Linked DNA regions of Sus scrofa: all the other regions are linked to region 3. The links are chromatin contacts, called in public HiChIP or PLAC-seq maps. All regions are on one chromosome and are shown on one strand. The core of a region is the stretch at or near the end of the contact, and the rest is flanking DNA. Distances in the headings are between cores, read along the strand shown.

Evidence for each region. HiChIP or PLAC-seq counts read pairs in DNA pulled down with a chosen protein or histone mark.
Region 1: an H3K27ac HiChIP or PLAC-seq map of alveolar macrophages shows a contact between it and region 3. The contact joins two enhancer-like sites. A contact is called at or near these places in 2 of 47 Hi-C or Micro-C datasets (embryonic fibroblasts and skeletal muscle) and 1 of 2 datasets of contacts at active chromatin or transcription factors (alveolar macrophages).
Region 2: an H3K27ac HiChIP or PLAC-seq map of alveolar macrophages shows a contact between it and region 3. The contact joins two enhancer-like sites. A contact is called at or near these places in 1 of 47 Hi-C or Micro-C datasets (fibroblasts) and 2 of 2 datasets of contacts at active chromatin or transcription factors (alveolar macrophages and skeletal muscle).
Region 4: an H3K27ac HiChIP or PLAC-seq map of alveolar macrophages shows a contact between it and region 3. The contact joins two enhancer-like sites. A contact is called at or near these places in 3 of 5 promoter capture datasets (fetal liver, liver and skeletal muscle), 31 of 47 Hi-C or Micro-C datasets (adipocytes, adipose tissue, alveolar macrophages and 17 more) and 2 of 2 datasets of contacts at active chromatin or transcription factors (alveolar macrophages and skeletal muscle).
Region 5: a contact with region 3 is called in an H3K27ac HiChIP or PLAC-seq map of alveolar macrophages. The contact joins two enhancer-like sites. A contact is called at or near these places in 1 of 5 promoter capture datasets (fetal liver), 8 of 47 Hi-C or Micro-C datasets (adipose tissue, alveolar macrophages, blood and 3 more) and 2 of 2 datasets of contacts at active chromatin or transcription factors (alveolar macrophages and skeletal muscle).

Annotation. Positions count from the first base shown.
Region 1 is chr8:29,425,286-29,430,103 of Sscrofa11.1, reverse strand. All of the region lies in intron 2 of TBC1D1 (TBC1 domain family member 1), which reads right to left. Among named protein-coding and RNA genes, the nearest start is that of TBC1D1, 57 kb to the right of the region's middle. Within about 2 kb of position 3,278, at least 13 of the 83 cell types and tissues checked have an H3K27ac peak or open chromatin away from gene starts, as enhancers often do. A contact at or near this core is called in alveolar macrophages, where this site is marked.
Region 2 is chr8:29,140,766-29,145,001 of Sscrofa11.1, reverse strand. It overlaps RELL1 (RELT-like protein 1), which reads left to right. Exons shown (of 7, transcript XM_013978589.2): 4 at 71-128; 5 at 3,310-3,546. Among named protein-coding and RNA genes, the nearest start is that of RELL1, 48 kb to the left of the region's middle. Within about 2 kb of position 2,116, at least 6 of the 83 cell types and tissues checked have an H3K27ac peak or open chromatin away from gene starts, as enhancers often do. A contact at or near this core is called in alveolar macrophages, where this site is marked.
Region 3 is chr8:29,295,508-29,300,232 of Sscrofa11.1, reverse strand. No RefSeq gene overlaps it. Among named protein-coding and RNA genes, the nearest start is that of PGM2, 9.8 kb to the left of the region's middle. Within about 2 kb of position 1,797, at least 27 of the 83 cell types and tissues checked have an H3K27ac peak or open chromatin away from gene starts, as enhancers often do. A contact at or near this core is called in alveolar macrophages, where this site is marked.
Region 4 is chr8:29,503,165-29,507,831 of Sscrofa11.1, reverse strand. TBC1D1 (TBC1 domain family member 1) reads right to left here. Exons shown (of 22, transcript XM_021101100.1): 9 at 1,419-1,547; 10 at 1-12. Among named protein-coding and RNA genes, the nearest start is that of MIR9840, 44 kb to the left of the region's middle. Within about 2 kb of position 1,846, at least 2 of the 83 cell types and tissues checked have an H3K27ac peak or open chromatin away from gene starts, as enhancers often do. A contact at or near this core is called in alveolar macrophages, where this site is marked.
Region 5 is chr8:29,485,636-29,489,972 of Sscrofa11.1, reverse strand. It overlaps TBC1D1 (TBC1 domain family member 1), which reads right to left. Exons shown (of 22, transcript XM_021101100.1): 4 at 4,172-4,261; 5 at 1,755-1,859; 6 at 423-555. Among named protein-coding and RNA genes, the nearest start is that of MIR9840, 61 kb to the left of the region's middle. Within about 2 kb of position 2,377, at least 1 of the 83 cell types and tissues checked has an H3K27ac peak or open chromatin away from gene starts, as enhancers often do. A contact at or near this core is called in alveolar macrophages, where this site is marked.

The DNA of each region.
Region 1 (4,818 bases), core at 2,029-4,528, 130 kb before region 3:
TACACCACACCTCAACACAATGCTGGATCCTTAACCCACTGAGCGAAGACAGGGATCGAACCCAGGTCCTCATGGATACTAGTCCCGGGTTTGCTACTGCTGAGCTACAATGGGAATCGCATCATTTTTAAAAAATGAAAAACTTTGAAATTGTTCTCTGAATTGGAGCAGAAATAAAGTAAAAGATGTAGTTAGTATAAGTGTCCTAAAAAAAGGGATAGATGGAGTTCCCGCCTTGGCGCAGTGGAAACGAATCTGACTAGGAACCATGAGGTTGTGGGTTCAATCCCTGGTCTCGCTCAGTGGGTTAAGGATCTGGCACTGCCATCAGCTGCGGTGTAGGTCTCAGACGCAGCTCAGATCCTGTGTGACTCTGGCTGTGGTGTAGGCCGGCAGCTGCAGCTCCGATTTGAACCCTATCCTGGGAACCTCCATATGCCACAAGTGCAGCCCTAAAAAGCCAAAAAAAAAAAAAAGGATAGACTGGTGAGGTCTAGAGGTGTGAAAGCAAATCCAATCCTAAGAGCTTTCTGGAGGAGGTGGTATTGGAGTTAGGAGAAATGGAATGAGTGCTTTTCTTAAGTAAAAGAAGAAAAAAACTCTCCAGGTAAAAGAAAGAGCAATGAGCAAAAAAAGAGAGACTTGGTGACTCCAAAAATCCACACTCCTATTTTGTTGGAGAAGAGCATACACAATCTTGGAATCAGAGGGAAAAGTCTGAAAAATCATCTGAGACCAGATGTGCAAGACCCCAGGCTGCCAAGCTGAGGAGTTTGGCATTTCTTGGAGTGGGGGGTGGGGGAGTGGGCATTTCTTGCCAGAAAGGTCTGGCGATAAAATGGCCTCATCAGAGAATGGATTTTCTAGGAGGTAAATCTGCTTTGTTGATTTTACAGATTCTTTCTCAAGTACGCTTTTTTTCCTAGACAACTTCAATCTGAAAAATATGTCATCCTTCCTAGCATATGTTTTTCAAAGTAAACTTAGTCACCATAAACGTATATGAGAAAAGGGGACATAAAAGCTAGCAGCAAACGCAGCCAATGTGGCCATCTGTTTCCGTGGCTCTGAGTAGAGATCAGCAAAAATAGCATTTAAAAAAAAAAACACCACAGAACTATGGCTGAAATCATATTTTCCAGTGTAGGTTTCCACCAGCGACGACTTATATACTTTTATTTGCCTGGCATTTCCCACAAAAGAAGGCATCTCCAGTACATCATGCAAAGCTATCCTCTGTTGCCTTACAAAGTCAAGGAACAAAAAAGGAAGGGAGGAGGGGAGGAAAATGATCTGGGGCTTGTGAGCAAATGTAAATCAAATGCCAAAGTGACCTTTTCAAAGTAATGACGAAGAAAAAACTATCAAACAATCTGTTCTGAACTTTTCCCAAAAAGGGGTGTAGGGTTTAAAAACAACAACAACAAAAAAACACAGTTCGTGGCGCCTGAAAGGCTATATTGGAATCTCAACTCTCTCCCTTTATTATACATTCTTGTGATGAGAGAAATTTCCTCCTCGAAAATGGTGACGTTATTTATTCCTTCAATGGTTGTGAGGAATAAAAGTGTCACACAGTATCGCGGGTCCTATGTTTTCACCCCTTCCCTTCCTTTGGAAAGGAAGGGATGTGGCTGCTGCATGGTGCTGCTGTGGCTGTGAGTATCACACAGACTCAACAGCTGCTTAAGTTCTCCTAACCCACGAAGGGAGTCTAAATGTCCACCTGGGGAGTTCCCTGGTGGCTCAGCGGGTTAAGTGCCCGGCATCATCACTGCAGTGGCTCAGGTTGCTGCTGTGGTGTGGGTTCAGTCCCTGGTCCCAGAACTTCCGCATGCCAAAGAGTTTTTTTAAAAATGTCCATTTGGGGAGTTCCCATTGTGGCGAAATGGTTAACAAATCTGACTAGGAACCATGAGGTTGCGGATTCAATCCCTGGCCTTGCTCAGTGCGTTAATGATCCGGCGTTGCCGTGATCTGTGGTGTAGATCGCAGACTCGGCTCAGATCCCGCGTTGCTGTGGCTCTGGTGTAGGCCGGTGGCTAGAGCTTCGATTAGACCCCTAAACCTGGGAACCTCCATATGCCACGGGAGCAGTTCAAGAAAAGGCAAAAGACAAAAAAAAAAAAAAAAAAAAAAAATGTCCATTTGGTCAGCTTGTGCCTGCAGGCGAGGGATGGGAGCCAGCAGTACAGATAACCCCAAGGACCAGGTAACAATAACCCTGCATGTGTCACTGTGGCCAGCATTGCATGACCTCTGGGGGAATTCATTACTGTACTCCCCTTTTCTCTAGATTAACATTAAAATTAGTTTACCCCCTGAACACACCATATGAGGCCAAGGGGGAAAGACCCAGAAGGGAGATACAGGGCAAAGACATCTGAAGATTTCAAATGTGTGAAAGTAATGCAAACGAAAACAATCTGCTGAAAATGCCTCCATTTATCACAAATATTTATTGAGCACCTATTTGGACAAAATACTGTATAGGCTGTGAGGACATATCTGTTAACAAAAAAAAATCCCTGCCCTCATAATACTTACACCCCAGTGAAGAGGGACAGACAAGGTGCAAAACAATAAATGCACAGTACATTAGATGCTCGCTGGAAGCAGACTCTAGATTATAACCTACACACATAAACAAAAAAAAGGAAGGAGTAAACTTTGAGGTAGCGCCCTCTTGTGTTAACAGTGGGAATTGTTGAAGCGCAGGCCTCTGGAGACAAAAATCAAGGGCAGGGATTTTTGTGGAAAAGGGTAACAGTGGAAATCACACGATGCAGATTAATATACACACCATGACTATGAGAGAGAGAAAGGAGAGACGTGTGTGCGTGCACTGGAACGTCTTGATATTTTCCTGTATTACCTTAAGGAAAAAATGGGGTCAAGAGGGCAGAGGGATGATGGCACGTCTTCCAGAAGCAAGATAGAAACAGGGGGGTTCCTTTTTTACTTTTTACAATTTTCTCAACTTATCAGACGACAAATGATTTTTTGACTTGCTTGTGCTTTATAAGATTTTTCAAATCAATAAACATTAAAATAGGGGGGAAGGAGACAGTTCTATACCTACTGACACAGAAATCAGTTTGCAATGCAAAAAGTGGAAATTCTAGGTTACAAAGCTCTGTGTCCTGTGATCGCATATGTGTAAAATACAGGGGTTTTTTTGTTTGTTTGTTTTTAATGGCAACTAGTGTTAGACAGCTGAGTGAATTGCCCCATCAAAGTCTCGGTGACTCAGCTCTGAGTCCTCTCCTTCTCACTACCCACAGAGGCATCATAAGTAACAGCTTCTGTCTCAGAGCTGCCTTCCAGAGTATCCCCACTTCCACTCTGCCCAGCACTGTGCTAGGTCGGCCGTGGCCATCTCTCACTTGAATAACGGCATAAACCTCCTTGCTGGTCTCAGTCCATCCTCCACAGGCTAGATTTCCTTTTCAAAACACAGATCTGAGTATGTCCCCACCTTGATTCTCCAGTGACGACTGGACCGAGTGCAGTCTTGGCATGGCTTCCAAGACTCTTTCAAATCTGACCTCTCTAACCAGTGATGGACAATGATTCCTGCCTAATAATGATTTCTCCCTATTCCTCGTTATCAGCAGAACCCTAGTTTTATGCAAGTAATGAACACACTTTTTTTTTTTCCTTTTTTTTTTTTTCCCCAGCTGTATCTGCAGCCTATGGAAGTTCCTGGGCCAGGGATGGAATCTGAGCCACAGCCGAGACCTACACCATAGCTGGGGCAATGCTAGATCCTTAACCTGCTGCACCACAGTGGGAACTCTGAAAAGAGACTCCTCATCTCAAGGTTAGGCCCCAGAGTTCCCATCATGGCTCAGCAGTAATGAAACAGACTAGTGTTCATGAGGACATGGGTTCAATCTCTGAGCCCATTCAGTGGGTTAAGGATCCCATGTTGCTATGAGCTGTGGTGTAGGTTGCAGACGTGGCTCAGATATGGCATTGCTGTGGCTGTGGCAAAGGCCAGCAGCTCCAGCTCAAGTTTGACCCCTTGCCTGGGGAACCTCCATATGCCGTGGGTGTAGCCCTAAAAAACAAAAAACAAACAAACAAAAATCAAGGTTTAGCCCCAGGGAATATGTTATGAGTTGGCACACAGTGGCAACCTATTTTTTTCTTTAAACTAAGTGAATGAATGGTATCAATTAGCCTTGTGTGTACCATTCCTCTTCCCAAATGTGACCCAGTTCTGGCCAAGGAGGTCCTAGAAGAAGTAGGCCCCATCCTTCCTACTTGGAATTCACTTGTGCGAGAAGCTACAACAGCCACCTTGGAACCATGAAGTCACAGAGCAAAAGGCCAAAATTAACATGCTAAGCCTGGCAGAGAGTAATGAGATGAAAGTCTGTGTTATTGATGATACAGACCCAGCCACTCTGAAACTGCTTACCTCTACATCCTGAGATAAAAGCCTGTGTTATGGATGACAGAGGTCCAACCATTCCGAAAACTGCTCACCCCCGAATCCTTATTAAGTGATATAGCAAAATATCTTTATTGCCGAAACTGGATTTTAATGTGCCCATGAATCACTGAGAAATCTCATTAAAACGAAAATTCTGATTCAGTAGATTTGAGGTGGGGCCCAAGAATTAATAACAGACTCCCAGGAGATGCTGCTGACTGAGGATCGCGTTTAGAGCAACGCAGGTGTAAACCACTATGACTTGGACATTCCATCATTTTTAGCTGAACTCATCCTTACTGTCTGCTCTCCCTCCCCACATACCAAGCTAACCACACTAACCATCCAAACATCTCAATGCATACCAACAGCCTCCT
Region 2 (4,236 bases), core at 867-3,366, 160 kb after region 3:
ATGTGCCAATTCTGTGATCACTCATCTGATTCATTCCACTTTAATTCTTTCCTTCTTTCCCCCCCCTTAGCAAATGCCGATGTTTTGAAGGCAATGGTGGCAGATAACAGCCTGTATGATCCTGAAAGGTGAGCGCTCCTCCCCTGATTTTATGGGGCTTCTCTTTTCACTTACCTGTTAGAGCAGCTTTCTGTCCTTTGGCACTCTCGACATTAGGGCCAGATGATTCTTTGCTGTGGGGAGCTGTCCTGTGCAGGGCAGGACATGGAACAACATTCCTGGTTTCCACTTACAAGATACCACTGTCCCCGGCTTCTGCTGTGTGACAACCCAAAACGGCTCCACACATTGTGTTCCCTGGGGGCGAAGTGGCCCCTGGTTGAGAACTGCTATTCCAGAGCAGTGATGGGAGGAAGAAGCAGCTTTGGAGTTGGGGCCCTGGGTTGAGTCTTACTTCCACTGCTTATGGGTCACCTCTTCTTGGGCAAGTTAACTGACCCTTCTGAGTTCAAGTTCCATCATCTATAAACTGGAGATTACCACCAGACCAACTTCACTGGGTTATTCTAAGGAATTCCAAATAGCGGGGGCATCAAAAGACCTCCATGGACAATGATGATGAAACATAAAACCAGCCTAGGGTGGGGGCACTGGCTGAGTTCTGGTGTGGGATTCCCAGCTTTAGGTTATGGTTATTGAGCATCCTCATAATTACAGGTAACTGTTTTCTGTATAATTGTTCATGCTTCAAGGGGCATTTATTGAGTACCTGCTGTGTGCTGGGCATGATGCTGGAGGTGCGCCTTCACAGGGCCTGACCATGGAGGACTCCGTCTAGTGGAAGTGGAGACAGGAGGTGGGGGCTGCAGAGAAAGGCCAGAGCAAAAGACCCTGGAGCGTGAAAGTGGGGGGTGACCCAGGAACGTTCAGTCTGTGGTGGCCGGAGGACGTGCTATGGACAGACGCTAGAAGGTCCAGCAAGGCCAGTTGGGACTGAGTGACACGGCAAGGAGTTTGGACCTTTGTCTGCTTACTCTGTGGGTGGTACAGCCAGCACATCTTAGGTATTTCATACATGTTTGTGAAACTGGCCATGTTGGATTTTAGCAAGGTGACTCAGGGCTGGAAGACCAGTGTAGGGAGCTCTGCTTGTGTAGTTCATAGAGACACAGGAGCTGTGACTTCTCCTATTTTCCAGTCCTGCCCATAGACACCTTGGGGTAGGACCGTGTCACCTCGGTGTATCTTTGCCTCAGGCATCTTAGGGCATCCTGTGGTCCCTGCCACTGGGTTTTGTGCACAGCAGGTCCCAGATAAACGTTCGTTGAATGGAGGTGGTTAAACTTTTTTCTTTTTTGGCTACACCCTCAGCAAAAGGAAGTTCCCAGGCCAGGGATCAAACCCTAGCCACAGCGGTGACAATGCCATATCCTCAACCTGCTGAGGCACCAGGGAACTCTGAATGTTGTTAAATTTTCAAATTTAGACTCCTGATATGTGGTGTGGACCTTGTTTTACCCCAGAAAGCTGCAACTGTGTTTTGTTTGTTTGTTTTTTGTGGGTTTTTTGGGGGGTTTCTTTCTTTTTTTCTTTTTAGGGCCAACCTGAGCCTATGGAGGTTCCCAGGCTAGGGGTCTAATTGGAGCTGCAGCTGCTGGCCTCTGCCACAGCCACAGCAACGCTAGATCCGAGCCACATTCGCAACACCACAGCTTGCAGCAACACCTGATCCTTAATCCACTGAGTGAAGCCAGTGATTGAACCTGCATCATTTTAGACACTATGTTGGGTTCTTAATCTGCTGAGCCACAACAGGAACTCCCTGCAATTTTGCGTTTTAAACAATCTAAAGAGCATTCCTAAAGAACACCAGGAAACTCTGGGCTGTAATGTTTGAGACTATCGTTTCCATAAGGCGTGCTGCTTTTGAGGTGGCCGGTTATCAGCAGTATAAAGGCTGGTTTATGCTGTCATGAGACTTCCATGCGCCTTTGGGGCTTTTGGCCCAGTCTCAAGAGTCAGGCTGTGCTGTGACCAGCTGCCCCACCCACCCGCTCCTCCATGGTCAGAGGGCTGATTCCTGGTCAGGCCAGCCCTGTGCTGTCTTGATTCCTCCTTTCCTGGTAGACCAGAGCCTTGACACAGCTTGATGAAAGCAGTTAGCATCTGACCTATATATACTTCTGCTTTTTACATTTTGGATGGTCTGGCTGGGTTTCTTCCAGGTTATCAAAGGGGTCTCCCCTGTTTCTGAAGCACTGCAGCGTGATGATTAAGATCATGGTTTCTAGATGTCATCTTTCCAGATTTGGATCTCAACCATGACTTATTGGCTGTGTGACCTTGGGCAAGTTACTTAACTGCTCTGAGGCTCAGTGTCTTCTTTTTTAAAAAGAGGAAATTGGAGTTCCTGTCATGGCTTGGTGGCATCCATGAGGATACAGGTTCAATCCCTGGCCTTGCTCAGTGGGTTAAAGGATCTGGCATTGCTATGAGCTGTGGTGTAGGTCGCAGACATGGCTCAGATCCCACCTTGCTGTAGCTGTGAAGGCCAGTGGCTACAGCTCCGATTCAACCCCTAGCCTGGGAACCTCTGCATGCTGCAGGTACAGCCCTAAAGAGACAGAAAAATATAAACAAATAAATAAATAAGGAAATTAATAATATCTACCTCAGAAAGTTTTGTAAAAATGAACCGAATTAACATATATCAAATGCTTAGAGTGCTGTTAGCTATTTTTATTATTCCTATTATCAACCTCTTTTGAACATCTCTCTTTTGAGTATTTTGACCTAAAAGCTTTCTTCCTTTGATACAATCGTCAGATTGGATCAAAAGCCACTCGATAATTTGACTGGAATTTAAGTTTTTCTCTCCTCCAAGGCATGTATGTCCAAGGTGTCTATTTGCTTAGAGATCTGGGCAGGCGCTTGGGTATGTGTGAGAAATTAGTTTGCCTGAAATTAGATTGGATGAGAAGGGAGGTTGGCCATTTGGAAAGAAACCTAATACTTTAAGACAAACAGTACACCATCATTAGAAGCAGGGGTTTATTTCTGGCCCTTTAATTCCATCCTAGAAGTGATAAATCACATTATTACTGTTTAAAACGAGCTGTCATTGTACAGTCGTAAAAGCTGAATGCCTGCTGTCTGAGATCAGTTCACAACGCCCATTTGTGTAATTGGAAGAGACATTTTTTCCTTTTGCTTTGAACCTGCTTCTTACATTCCGTGGGAGAGATTTGCCTTCGCTGGTATTTCTTTTAAGTAACCAGATCCACCTTTTCCTTTTTCTTCCCCCTGTAGCCCTGTGACCCCCAGCACTCCTGGGAGCCCGCCCGTGAGCCCCGGGCCCTTGTCACCGGGAGGCACCCCAGGAAAGCACATCTGCGGCCACCATCTGCACACAGTGGGCGGTGCTGTCGAGCGGGACGTGTGTCATCGATGTAGGCATAAGCGGTGGCACTTCATCAGACCTGCCAACAAGTCCAAAGAGGGCCGCCCGAGGCGCCAAGGGGAGGTCACCGTCCTCTCTGTGGGCAGGTGAGGCCCGGGGCGCTTTGGGTTCTGTGATCTAGTTGCCGTGCTGTGTGGATTTCTCACCCATTGTGTAGCGTGGGTTCTCCTGAGCCTGGCTCAGGTCCTGTCTCTGAGCGTCCTCTGTATTTTCTGGTCTGAGTCTGGCATTTTTCCAACAGCAGAAGAATTCTAAGAGGCAGTTATTGCAAGATCAGATGTGACGAAGTTCCTGTCATGGCTCAGCCAGGGGTTAATGAACCTGACTAGTATCCATGAGGATGTGGGTTCGATCTCTGGCCTTGCTAAGTGGGTTAAGGATCCAGTGTTGCCATGAGCTGTGGTGCAGGTTGCAGACAAGGCTCAGATCTGCATTGCTGTGGCTGTGGTGTAGGCCGGTGACTATAGCTCCCATTCAACCCCTAGCCTGGGAACCTCCATATGCCAAGGGTGTGGCCCTAAAAAGACAAAAAAAATTTAAAAAAAAAGATCAGATGTTCGGTGTATTAATTACTTGCTGTGTTAGGGTTCACCAGAGAGGCAGAATCACATGTATGTATGTACATGCACACACAAATATAAGAGGAGATTTGTTATGAGAATTGATTCACATGATGATAGAGGCCAAGAAGCCCATGATCTGTCTGCAGGCTGGAGTATCAGACAAGCTGGTGCTGTAATTCAGTCCAAGTCCAAAGGCCTGAGAACCAGGGGAGC
Region 3 (4,725 bases), core at 548-3,047:
CAGGCTAGGGGTTGAATTGGGGCTGTAGCCGCCAGCCTACACCACAGCTCACAGCAACGCCGGATCCTTAACCCACTGAGCAAGGCCAGGGATCAAACCCGTAACCTCATGGTTCCTAGTCAGATTCGTTAACCACTGCGCCACGGTGGGAACTCCCCCTCTTGTATATTTTGAAGAAGATTCATAAATAACCATAAAATCATTATCTCACCTAAAAATTTTAAGGTTAAATTTAATAATTCCTTAATATTATTAAATGTCTATTTAGTGTCCAAATTTTCACATATCTTGTAAGCGTCTTAAATTTTTTTTTTTTTTTTTGTCTTTTTAGGGTCGCACCCACAGCATATGGAGGTTCCCAGGCTAGCGGTTCAATCAGAGCTGTAGCCGCTGGCCTGTACCACAGCCACAGCAACATGAGATCCAAGCTGCATCTGTGACCTACACCACAGCTCACAGCAACGCCAGATACCTAACCCACTGAACCAGGCCAGGGATCGAATCCAGAAACCTCATGGTTCTTAGATTCGTTTCCATTGCACCATGACAGAAACTCCATAAGCATCTTAATTTTTCAAAATTGTTTGAATCAGGAGCCAAATCTTGCCATTGGTTAATAAGGCTATTTTAAACAAACTTGTTGGAATATAGTTATTTACAATATTGTGTTAGCTTCAGGGTGTTAGATAAGACATTTAAAAGATCTCCTTTATCTATCTGGGTTCTTACTAAATTTCCTTGCAATTTATTTATTTATTTATTTATTTATTTATTTATCTTTGCTTTTTTAGGGCCGCCCCCACCGCATATGGAGGTTCCCAGGCTAGGGGTTGAATCAGAGCTATAGCCGCTGGCCTACACCACAGTTCACAGCAACTCCAGATCCTTAACCCAATGAGCAAAGCCAGAGATTGATCCCACAGCCTCATGGATATTAGTTGGGTTTATTAACCACTGAGCCACGATGGGAACTCCCAAAATTTATTCTTTTAATCATGGCTAGCAAAATTCCTAAAAATTTATTCATCGGCTCTGATGAACTAGTCTGAGCTGTCACCAACATACCATATACCTCTCCTAAAATGCGAGCTGCATCCTTCTCTTACCTCACTTGATTACTGTTCAAAATGTTTATCACTACCTGCCATGGTATTATAAATTTGATTTCAACAGTGTCTGTGAACCCTGCTACAATGTAAACTGTTCTTTTTCCAACTTAGTCCCCAGCACCTAGAACAGTGCTTGGTTCATAATAGATGGTCCATAAGAACCTGCTGAGGAATGAATCATTGAGTCTCTTACACTTATGAAGAAAAAGAAAGATGAGTATAATAATAGTGTGACTTATGGATATGGCACCGATACAAAATTTTTCTCTAAAACAAACTAGCATTTCTGAATTTAACAGAGAAAAGTGAACTGCTGGTCACCTTTCTCCGGGGTCCTGATTTCAGGTCTGACAGGAAAATGAGAAGATGCTTATTAATAGACTTTTTCAGTGTACTTGTTACTGGTCACAAACCCAAAGAATACCAACAGCAAACATTTCTGCAAGACCAGCTGGAGTTTAATGGTATATCTCAGTGGAATATGCAAATATCTCTTACTTATGCCTATTTTCATCAAAAAAATCCCTGAAATTGGCTAGTTTTCTCCCAAGACTCATTGTAATAATTCTTTGCACTTGAACTCCCACTAGAGCTCTGATGGTGAAACATTTGTGTTCTCTCAGCCCGGCCTCCTCCTGCCACTTCTCTTTTCCGTGTTCATGGTGCGCCATTGTCTTGCACATCTTCCGCCACCCTCGACCCGTCACAACCAGATCTCAGGGGATGAGTCATTATGTTCATCAGATGGTTGGTGACTAATGAAACGTTACTGCGTCCTTCTGCCTCAGGTGTTTGGGTATTTAAGCAGGCAGTATTGAACTGGTGAACTTAGGAAAGCGCTGTCGTTGAAATGCTCTGCGCCTTGGTTTCTGCCTGGGTCAGAGGAAGAGACACGTGACCGCATCCTCAGCGGGGTGAGAATAAAGCCCCCTCAGAGATTCGTGTTTGGAAACTTCAGCGCCCTCTAGTGTTAGTATGCTCATTCCGCTTAGGAGCAAGCCTTATACTAAAAGCTGCATCTCTACCGAGTGTTGAACATAAGAGACTCAGTAGAAAGAGAAGGATTTTTTTTTTCTCCTGAGCATCACATAATTCCTGATGTTTCTGAAAGACCACTGTTTTGGCAGATTAATATTAAACCTTTTAAAGTCAGAACTCGGAGAATCCCTAGTTTCTGCTTGAGGAGCAACTGGGTGTTATTTGTGCTCCAAATGAAGCTTGGTAATACATTTTTTTCCTTTCCTTTCCTTTCCTTTCCTTTCCTTTCCTTTTTCCTTCCTCTCTCTTTCCCCTTCCCTCTTTCTTTTTCTTTCTTTCTTTCTTTCTTTCTTTCTTTCTTTCTTTCTTTCTTTCTTTCTTTCTCTTTCCTTCCTTCCTTTCTAATGGCCACACCTGTGGAACATGAAGTTCCTAGTCCAGGGATTGAATCTGAGCTGCAGCTGCGACCCATGGGACAGCTGTGGCAACACGGGATCTTTAGCCAGAACCCTTGCCTCTGCAGTGACTCGAGTTGCTACAGAGGGACTCTTAATCCATTGTGCCATGGCAGGAGCTCTGTATTTTTCTTTTTCATCAAGATTACTTTGATCAGGGAGTTCTTATCCTGGCGCAGTGGTTAACGAATCTGACTAGGAACCATGAAGTTGCGGGTTCGATCCCTGGCCTCACTCAGTGGGTTAAGGATCCAGCATTGCCGTGAGCTGTGGTGTAGGTCGCAGACTCAGCTTGGATCTGGCGTTGCTGTGGCTGTGGCATAGGCCGGCAGCTACAGCTCTGATTGCTCCGATAAGACCCCTAGCCTGGGAACCTCCATATGCCATGGGTGTGGCCTTAGAAAAGGCCAAAAAAAAAAAAAAAAAAAAAAAAAGATCTGCCACCTTTTCACCTCAGTCATCTCTAATTCTCCCTGTGTTAATAGGGAGTTTTGTTTGTACTTCTTGAAGGGAAGAGTATTAAAAAGGAGACCAAGAAGGCAGTGCTAAAAGAAGTACTTGCCCCCAATAAAATTATATTGCAAAGATAACACACAAATCATAATTTAAGACAGATGGTCCAGCCTTAAATTCCTTAAAGTACCTTGGTGTTTAAGTCTGGACAAATTTTTTTTTAAGTTTTAAACTTTTCCGTTCTAATCATTGTTCAGCTTTTCTCTAATCTTATTTTCTTCCAATGATTTAATCCCCCATTTTATGCGCAGAGATTAGATTGTCGATTGTGATGACTCATGCATCCTCTTCCTTATAGGAGGATCATACCTCCACCCTTTACTTGCAACAAGCATGGACTTCCTGCTGGAGGAGTAACTTCACCTCCCTATCAAGGTGGGGCTTGGCCATGTGTCTTGCTTTGCTCAGTGGAATGTGAACAGGTGAGACATGGGTTGCATTTGAACAAAAATTAGAACAGGTACCACATCCTTCAGACAGCTCTCTTTTTCTCCACCACTAAGCAGATGTTTCAGATGGTGCTGCTCCTTTGGTTTGCGTCTGGGGATGAGAAGCCACAAGCAGCGAGTCAGCACCTGATCCATCACCTGCCATGTAATGTGGCCAAGAAAGAAATATTTGCTATTTGCTATGGCAAACCACTGAGAGTTGTGGGGTCCTTTCCTACTGCAACAAAGCTGACTAACCCACCTGGGAGTGGCTTTGAGAATGGTTGGGATAAAGAACATTTAGCTTTCAAAAATTAGCCCTTCTAATTTTTCCCGTACCATATGAAGATAAAAGTATTCAGAGAAAGTTCCCTAATCATAATTGACATTAGCTTGATGAGGAACAGTCAGGGCTTTTAGGCTCCTCTTAATGGTAAACAAAAACAAATTAAAACCAAACCGCAAAATCTCAGGCACTAAGTACCTTAAATAATTGAGAAGCTTTGACTATTAAATTGTTCATGTTTTGCTTTTCAAAGTGTCCCTCAGACTAGCATACAGATAAATAGGCTTCTGCAAAAAGCACAAGGGAAAACATTGCCACAGTTCTTGAATACTGGCAATTATCACATTCTGAAAAATACTATGTCATACTCTTATGATGAAATCTTATTAATATGTGGTTTGACAACTGTAATTTGCTCGAGACAGGCTCCTTTTCAAATTAAAGCCTTAGGCAATCATACAGTTGGGCATCTAAATAATTAAAGGTTTTCAGTAAATTTTATCATTTCTGTCTGTCAAATGTCCGATTGTTCAGCTTTATGACTTAATGATCATTTGCATTTGTTTGTATTAATGGGGAAAAAAATCTCATGCTCAACCATACAATTAACTTTTAAGACTTTTTCACAAGAGTATGCTAAGACATTGAAATGGTTTAATATATGTAACATTGATAAAATATATCTAATACCTAGAAGGCTAGATCTGGGGATGTTATGATGAATGAGAAAAACAGAATAGGCATTCCCATTGTGGCTCAGTGGAAGTGAATCTGACTAGCATCCATGAGGACACAGGTTCGATCCCTGGCCTCGCTCAGTGGGTTAAGGATCCGGCGTTGCCATGAGCTGTGGTGTAGGTCGAAGACGAGGCTTGGATCTGGCATTGCTGTGGCTGAGGTGTAGGCCGATGGCTGCAGCTCTGATTCGACCCCTAGCCCGGGAACCTCCATATGCC
Region 4 (4,667 bases), core at 597-3,096, 210 kb before region 3:
GGCTTTATTACCCTACGAAAGAAAAGCAGTCGAGTTATGACCCCTGAGGCGTTTGCAAAGGCATCCGCTAGAAGCAGTCTGGTCTATTTCAATAAGCTCAGGAAAAATGCATCTACTGAGAAACGCTGCTGCACACATATGAGACAATCAACGTTCCCGACTTTTTTCTATTTTTTAAACCAACCTAAATGCTCCAAAGCACCTGGTGGGCTCATCATTTGGCAGGGATGGTGGGCAAGGGAAGAGACAACGCGTCTCCAAAGCAAAGTAAGTGCCGGAGGGCATGCGCTCCACAACCCTCGCCTCCAGCCCGCCACACGCCAACCCCAAGCTCTCCGTCTGGGAGACAGAGGCAGCCCCACCCCAGCGCCAGTTCTGTAAATGAACTGTCTTTAATTATCTGTAAGGATGCTGTAAGACTCTCAGAAACATCTTCACACAAAATAAAATTTAACTTTCACCAAAAAAATAAAGCTTGTTTCAAATGAAGTAGTTCATGAAATAAAAAAGAAATAAAAGAAGATATTGTAAACTCTTGAAAGGTGTGGAACTTTGAGAGAAAATCAAACATCTACTTCTTAGAAGTGCCATCGTCAGGGGTGTTTACACTCATGGGAGGGGGGAGTAGGTAAGTAGGGGGTGATAGGAATTTCTTTAAGAACTTCCAGATTGGTACAGATGCACATTTTATTTTTCCTGTAGAGCTGCAGGCCACAAACTTCTTCTGTAAAGGGCCAGATAATAAACCTCTTACGCTCTGTGGGCCAACTACTTGACTCTGTAGAAAAGCAGCCTTAGACAAAAGGCGAATGAACTGATGTGACTGTGTTCTAACAAAACTTTATTTACAAAAACAAAAAGTGACTGGTATCTGGCCCAAGAGCCACAGTTTGCAGATCCTGCTACAGGCAATTTGAGACACCAGCAACAGAAGCTGAGAACAACAATTTTTAAGCTGTACCTAGTGACACCAGGGAGAATGGAACCCACACTTTGATGTATCTGATCCATGCTCTTTATAGGGGCTGCCCCACAAACAACATTCTTTTGGGAAACTCCATGGGATATAATACAACACAAAAGAGTGATTATTTTTTTGGCCATGCCCTTGGCATGCAGAGGTTCCCAGGCCAGGGATCAAACCTGTGCCAGAGCAGCAACCCGAGCTACAGCAGTAATAACGCCAGCTCCTTTAGTCTCGAAGCCACCAGGGAACTCCAATAATGATTTTTAAAAACCCAGACCAAGGTAAAAACTGAACTTTAAAGGGAACAATTTTCTAAGACTAAGAAGACATTAAAAAGGTTTTACCCTCCTATACTTTACAATGAACCCTGTTGGAGTAAAAGCAAAGAACTGAATCTCATGTTCTCTCAAAACGTGAGTCAACTTAAATTAGGACGAATCATACCACTTACCCGGGACAAAATACTTTCTAAAGACTCCGTTAAAGATCTCTTTGCTTTGTTTTTCAGCATATCTAGTCTAAACCGAGTGGCACTGGGTGGTAACTCGCTTCCAATATTCTCCGCTGCAATCTGTGATGCCTAAAAAGTGGAACAATGGAAAGTTAAGTCACATAGGCCTCCTTCCTTTTTAAAGGACTGAAAAACCTCTAGGATGCATCTTCTTGACCCCAGGTCATATTCTTTCTGTGACTTCTTCTCAGCTGCTCCTTGGCAACAGGACTGCAAGTCTAAGAAATACATTTGCCTCAAAGACCGACTCTGTCTCCTCCAAAAGAAATGAAGAAATGTGCTTAGAAACCAATCCGTTAACAAAGCAGTTTAGAGCTCGGGCTCTGTGGCTGGATCAGAGACAGTCACTCACTAGCCGCGGCCTTGTGCAAGCTGCTTTCTCTGAGCCACAACTTCCTCTCCTGTGAACTGAGACCGACCTCAAGATGTAAGAACAGTGCTGTGGGGTGAGCATAGCAGGTAAAGCATCTAAAAGCATCAGGCACAGCTTGTGGTACAAAGGCAACTACCATTAGCTTTTCAAAGGAAAGGAACAACACACTCTGGGTTCCCAGTTCAGAACCCACCATCCAGGGGTGTCACAACCCATCCACCGGCAGCCTTTTCACAATAACCAGCACCTGGAAATAGCATAGGTGTCCGTCACAAGGGGAATGGAGAAATCAACCATACTTGTGACACAATGGAATGAAAAGGAACATATTAATGATTTATGCAACAACAAGGATGAATATCAAAAACATTCTGCTAAGTGAAAGAAGCCTGAACCAAAAGAGAAGATACTGTATGATTCTACTTATAAAAAGTTCCCAAACAGGCAAAACGAATCTATGGTGGGAAAAAAAAAAAAAAACAGTGGTTGCCTGGGGGAGGGAGGGAGTGAGGACTGCTGTGGGGGTACCTGCGGGCATGATGGAGATGTCCTGTATCTTGACAGGGATGTGGGCTACCTGAATGTACAAAATCCTCCAAACTCAACAAATGGTACGCTCGAGATCTGTGCAGCTTACTATGTGTAAATCTTATCTCCAAAAAATTGTAAACAAATACTAAATTCTAGGTATTGATACACATACTAAAGGGTTCAGGGATCAAGAAGACTAGTACATGGAGTTCTCGTCGTGGCTCAGTGGTTAACAAATCCGACTAGGAACCATGAGGTTGCAGGTTTGATCCCTGGCCTTGCTCAGTGGGTTAAGGATCCGGCGTTGCCGAGAGCTGTGGTGTAGGTTGCAGACGCGGCTCGGATCCTGCATCGCTGTGGCTCTGGCGAAGGCCAGCAGCTACAGCTCCGATCAGACCCCTAGCCTGGGAACCTCCATAGGCCGTGGGTGCAGCCCTAGAAAATGCAAAAAAAAAAAAGAAGAATGCTAGTACAGAAACTTACCTTGAAAGGCATCAAAATAAGGATACACACACAGGAAAGCAAACATAACAAAATGTTAAAAATGGTTTCCTCCACTTGGGCATCTATCCGGACAAAACTCTACTTAAAAGAGACACATGCACCCGCGTGTTCACTGCAGCACTATTCACAATAGCCAGGACATGGAAACAACCCAAATGTCCATCGACAGATGATTGGATTCAGAAGATGTGGTATATATACACAATGGAATACTACTCAGCCATAAAAAGGGTGACATAATGCCATTTGCAGCAACATGGATGGAACTAGAGAATCTCATCCTGAGTGAAATGAGCCAGAAAGACAAAGGCAAATACCATATGATATCACTTATAACTGGAATCTAATATCCAGCACAAATGAACATCTCCTCAGAAAAGAAAATCATGGACTTGGAGAAAAGATTTGTGGCTGCCTGATGGGAGTGGGAGGGATCGGGAGCTTGGGCTTATCAGACACAACTTAGAATAGATTTACAAGGAGATCCTGCTGAGTAGCATTGAGAACTTTGTCTAGATACTCATGTTGCAACAGAACAAAGGGTGGGGGAAAAAATGTAATTGTAATGTATACATGTAAGGATAACCTAACCCCCTTGATGTACAGTGGGAAAATAAAAAAATTTATTAAAAAATAAATAAATAAATAAAAAATAAATATTAACAAAACATTAAAAAAAAAATGGTTTCCTCCAGATGGTGGGCGTAGGAGTACTGTGCGCTTGTTTGTATGTTTGAAATTTTCGTGATAAAATGTCAGGAAAAAAGAAAAACTTATCTACTGGATAATGCACTCAGGCAAATTGCTGAGTACTTCTGTAACATTAAACGTTGTTGGTTACACTCCTAAAGGACACATGATTAAGATAATGTCTTTGGACCTCAGACACACGGGCTCAACACTGCCTAGCAAACGACTTGCCCTCTGTTCCCCATGCCCTTGTCTCTAACATGAGTATTACACCTACTGCAAAAGAGCTGTTGAAGGGGAAAAAAATGGCTAATTCACATAAAGACTTAAAACTCTATCTAGTACATGGCAAACATTCACTCAGTGGTAGCTGTTAATTAATTTTTGTACCAGCTCAGTGAATACAAGTAGAAATGATATATCCATTGATTAAAACCTAATACCCTCTCGACTTTATAGATCTTTGCCTAAACTGCCTCCTTCCGCATACAATCAAAGGATTCATTCAGTTGTTTTCTGCTTTATGAAATGATTCCTCTAACAGCTATCCAACGCTAACATGTTAGTCTGAAAAGCGCACACAGCGTGGCGGCCCCACAGCGCTGAGAAGCACCGCTCTGAGACTGTGCTCATTGTCCTCTGCCTGCCTTTGAAGGTTGGTGGACACAGGCCACAGTTCTACCTCTCTTTAGGCCAAGTCATAACACATTTTCAAAGGTTACAGGCATTTTTCGGAGTAACAAGAAGGTAATGAAATCCATGTGGTATCTGGTAAGAGAAAGTGAGAGCAAGAACCTGTAAATGACTCTCAAAAGTTCATGGGATCAATCTGCACAGCAGCTGCTGCTCGGAAAAGCTGTACTCAGAGCCCAAGAACGCGTCGGGTCTGAGGGACACCCGAACACATCTGGGGATCAGAGGAACTTCTTTGCAGGCAAAGACACAGCCCTCCTGAGTGACAGAATGTTTAGAAACCTCGAGTGAAAGGATGCTCAGACACCAGTTCCACTTTGTGAGGCTTGATCTCCTTGACATTAAATCCTCTGTTTCCAAATGAAAATATAATTAAATCTACTTCTCCAGTGTAGTAC
Region 5 (4,337 bases), core at 1,128-3,627, 190 kb before region 3:
GTCCATACTCACAGCACCACTTCCTTAGCGCTTTCTCATGGGCGCCTCAACTGCGACCTGCACTCTGGCCACTCCCCTCCACTAAAACCGCTCTGGCAGAGGTTTTCCACGACCTTCTAATCAATTCACCCCGTGGAAATTCTTAGATCTTATCTTACTAGACCTCGGCAGAGCAGCGCCCATGACTGACCACTCATACCACTCCGGTGCTGTGCCCTCTGAGTCCCTAACTCCTCCACTACCCACAGAGCCCCGTGGAGAGGAGACCGAAGAAGGGAGCACCCAGCACAAACCTGACATGCAGCAGACATTCACCTACAATCCCTGTAACTACCACAAGCCCCTGTGAGGGAGGACCGTCCAACAAATCTGCCTGGGACCCTTGACTCCCACCACGTCACAGACTGCAGGGCCCTGCTCACCCTCGATCCGCTCGCAGAGCTTGTGCAGGCTCTGCAGGGGACAGCCCTCACACAGCTGGGCCGGCGCCTTGGCCGTCTGCTGCACTGCGGCCACCGTGAAGGCCTGCTTCAAGGTCATCATAATCTCATCAACCTGATCAAAAAGAAGAGACAGTAAAATGTCCATTTAAAATGAGTTGGGCAGGACTTCCCATTGTGGTGAAGCGCAAACGAATCCGACTAAGAACCATGAGGTTGCCAGGTTCGATCCCTGGCGTTCCTCAGTGGGTTAGGGATCTGGCATTGCCATGAGCTGTGGTGGAGGTCGCAGATGAGGCTCCAAACCTGTGTGGCTGTGGCTGGTGGCACAGGCCAACAGTCACAGCTCTCATTGGACCCCTAGCCTGGGAACCTCCAAATGCTTCAGATGAGGCCCTAAAAAGCAAAAATAAATAAATAAATAATAAATGAGCTGGGCAGATGGGAGTTCCTGTTGTGGCTCAGCGGGTTAACGAACCCGACTAGGATCCACGAGGGCATGGGTTCAATCCCTGGCCTCACTCAGTGGGTTAAGGATCTGTTGTTGCCATGAGCTGTGGTGTAGACCACAGACACAGCTCGGATCCCAAGTTACCGTGGCTCTGGCACACACCAGCAGTTACAGCTCTGATTGGACCCCAAGCCTGGGAACCCCATATGCCGTGGGTGCAGCCTTAAAAAAAAGAAAAATAATAATTAAAATGAGCTGGGCAGAGATTTCAGGATGCTGTGGAAAGACTCAGTACTTTAAGATTCTTCAGGACTACTAGTCACAGGTAAATGAATAATAACCATAATAACTGCTAAGATTACATACAGTCTGAGAAACACTACAAAAGCTCAAAGCTCTTCAAGGAGATAAAGTAAAAACTAGATGTAAATTAAATACTGAGCGAAAACCAACTCTTCTGATCAAAAGTTCAAAACGACATTTTTATAAAGCCAAAGCAAGAGTTCCCTGGTGGCTCAGCGAGCTGGGGATCTGGCATTATCACTGCGGCAGCATGAGTTTGATCCCTGGCCCAGGAACTTCCACATGCCATAGGAACAGCCCCAAAATAATAAACCAACAAATTAATAAATGAAAACTCTAATGCAGAGGGTGAAAGTGAGCAGGCCTTTAAGAACAATGAAAATTGAAAATGCATATTCAAGCTCAGGTGTATACCAGCTAGTGAGAAAACAGTCATGAATGAATAATTAAAGCCAAATAAGGTCAATGAGGCCGTACAGTTTTGCTTCAGAAAGAAATCAGGGAGGTTGAAATCCCCTGCAAAGGAGACTTCAAGGTAAGAACTGCTCTTTCTCACTCACCAGAGCTTCATTCGTGCACTGAAACACATAGCAGACGAAATGAAAGCCTCCAGCTCCCGAGGACTCTCGGCAGATGAACCCAAAGTGGTCCACGTGTCTAATACCCTGTTGAAGGCAGGGAGGAGAGGAAGGGACAGTGAGTTGTACCCAGAAGAGGCACCACTGCCAGAAATACAACCTAAGGTTTATACTGCACAATTTTAAAAGACACTATAAGAGTATTATTTTCTCAGATATTTTAAATACCTAAAAACGTCTCTCAAATATGAAGTTCTACTAAAATGTTACTCTGATTATCCCCACAATAAGAGAAGTAGGAACTGAAAACTGGAGTTTTCTTTTCTTTTTCTTTGGTCTCTTTAGGGCCGCACCCACAGCACATGGAGGGGCCCAGGCTCGGGATCAAATCAGAGCTACAGCTGCAGGCCTACACTACAGCCACAGCAACACGGGATCCGAGCCACATCTGCAACCTACACCACAGTTCACCGCAATGCTGGATCCTTAACCCACTCACTGATCGAGACCAGGGATCAGACTCGCCATCTTCACAGATACTAGTCAGTTTCATAACATGCTGAACCATAACGGGAACTCCCAAAACTGAAGTTTTTAATGCTCATTTTAGTAATAAAAGGAAGTGGAGAAAAGCTGACACAGAAAAATTACAACTTCTCTTGGGTCTTAAGGAATAAGACAAGAGACTAATGAAGAAACACAACTATACACACACATGAGCACACATGCACAAACACACAAACACATATAGACATAAAAGTTAAAAGTTTTAAGACATCTGTACTCTTAAAATAACAGAAAGATAAATATTGAAGTAAACTAGTGGAAACAATGAGTTAAAAATTCTACACAATAAAGAACAGAGAAGCTTTTAAACATAAGCTATTAAGGCTCAAGCTCTACCATAGTTTCCTAAGAGCTCTTTTTAATAAATGTCAACATGCATACTTGTTTTGAAAGTATCAGCTGAGAGGCACAACAGCAATACAGATATGGCATCACCCATAAATATTAATGTGCAGTGTCTCCTGAAAACACCAGCACACAGAGATATGAGTGCTGAGAGCCTGAAGGTCAGGTGATCAGGTAAAATGCACCCTTTAAAACAATCACATGAAAAAGGAAAAATATTTAATATTAACATTTCAATAGAAATAGCAGCAAATCAAGATAAAAAGCTGTGGAGAAGCTCAGTTTCAGGACAATTATTTCCCAATAAACGGGCAATCCCTGACATATCCCAGCAACTCCGTCAACATTTCCCAAGAGCAAGCTAAGCATATGCTAGAGGATACTCCCCAGGAAAGCAGGATTTGGAAAAAACTTTTCCTTTGTAAATGGTTCCTTATTTGATCTTATTCAGGAACATCATTTTCACCTTTTGGGGAGGAAAATTCCCTGCTGAATCCTTCTGTAGATCATGCTATAATTCAACAAACAATGAGACTTCCATCCTACCTTATTAATGTTGAGAAAATGGAAATGAGGAAACAAGTCAGACTTTTAAAAAGTAATCAAACAATAATTCAGATTTGCTAGGAAGATCCTGAGTGAAATTGGCATAGCTCTTTATAACTGACAGATTCTCCACATTTCTCTATGAAACACACCCAGATGAGCAAGAATGAACTCAAGTAGACACTGTATTCTGAGGAAAACATCCTGAAAGGTAGTCACTATTTATCATGTTTTAAGGAAGAAGAAATAATGATCATTGGTATTTGAAAAATTATGGGAGTTCCCATCGTGGCGCAGTGGTTAACGAATCCGACTAGGAACCATGAGGTTGCGGGTTAGGTCCCTGCCCTCGCTCAGTGGGTTGACGATCCGGCGTTGCCGTGAGCTGTGGTGCAGGTTGCAGACGCGGCTCGGATCCCGCATTGCTGTGGCTCTGGCGTAGGCCGGCGGCTACAGCTCCGATTAGACCCCTAGCCTGGGAATCTCCATATGCCACGGGAGCGGCCCAAGAAATAGCAAAAAGACAAAAAAAAAAAAAGAAAAAAGAAAAATTATGAATTTTTGTAAAGTAGAAACAAGTATCTATTTAAAAATGTACCACTGTGTATATGAATGTACATATAAACATGCACACAGACCCAGACCCACACCCAGACCTCTGGAAAACAGGGCTGCAGAGCATGACCACCAATGAGTGAAACAACGAAAAGGAGCCCTACGTGCCCCAGGAGAGTATGGTTGTTAAAAGCAAAAATCTTAATTTCAAAGTTATATTTCTATTATGCCTTAATATACAAAAGGAAGAAGAAATACAAGATCACAAATCCGGTACTTAGAAAGCACACATCCTGTGACCTTAACCGCTTCTGCTGAATGAGACAGTAGAAGAATTCATTAAAAAAATTCAATGGCCACTGAGCTGATAACACAGCTCCATTTACCTGAGAGCAAAAGGATATCTCCTTAAAATTTTTCTCCAAGGCGATTTTTTTGGTGTCAGGACTGATGAGGTAAACTTCAGACTGACCGATCTGAAAAGACAAAGAAAAAAAGAAACTAGCTTCTCGTGAAGGTTGAATTCAAATTTGCCATACAAACTTTCTCACT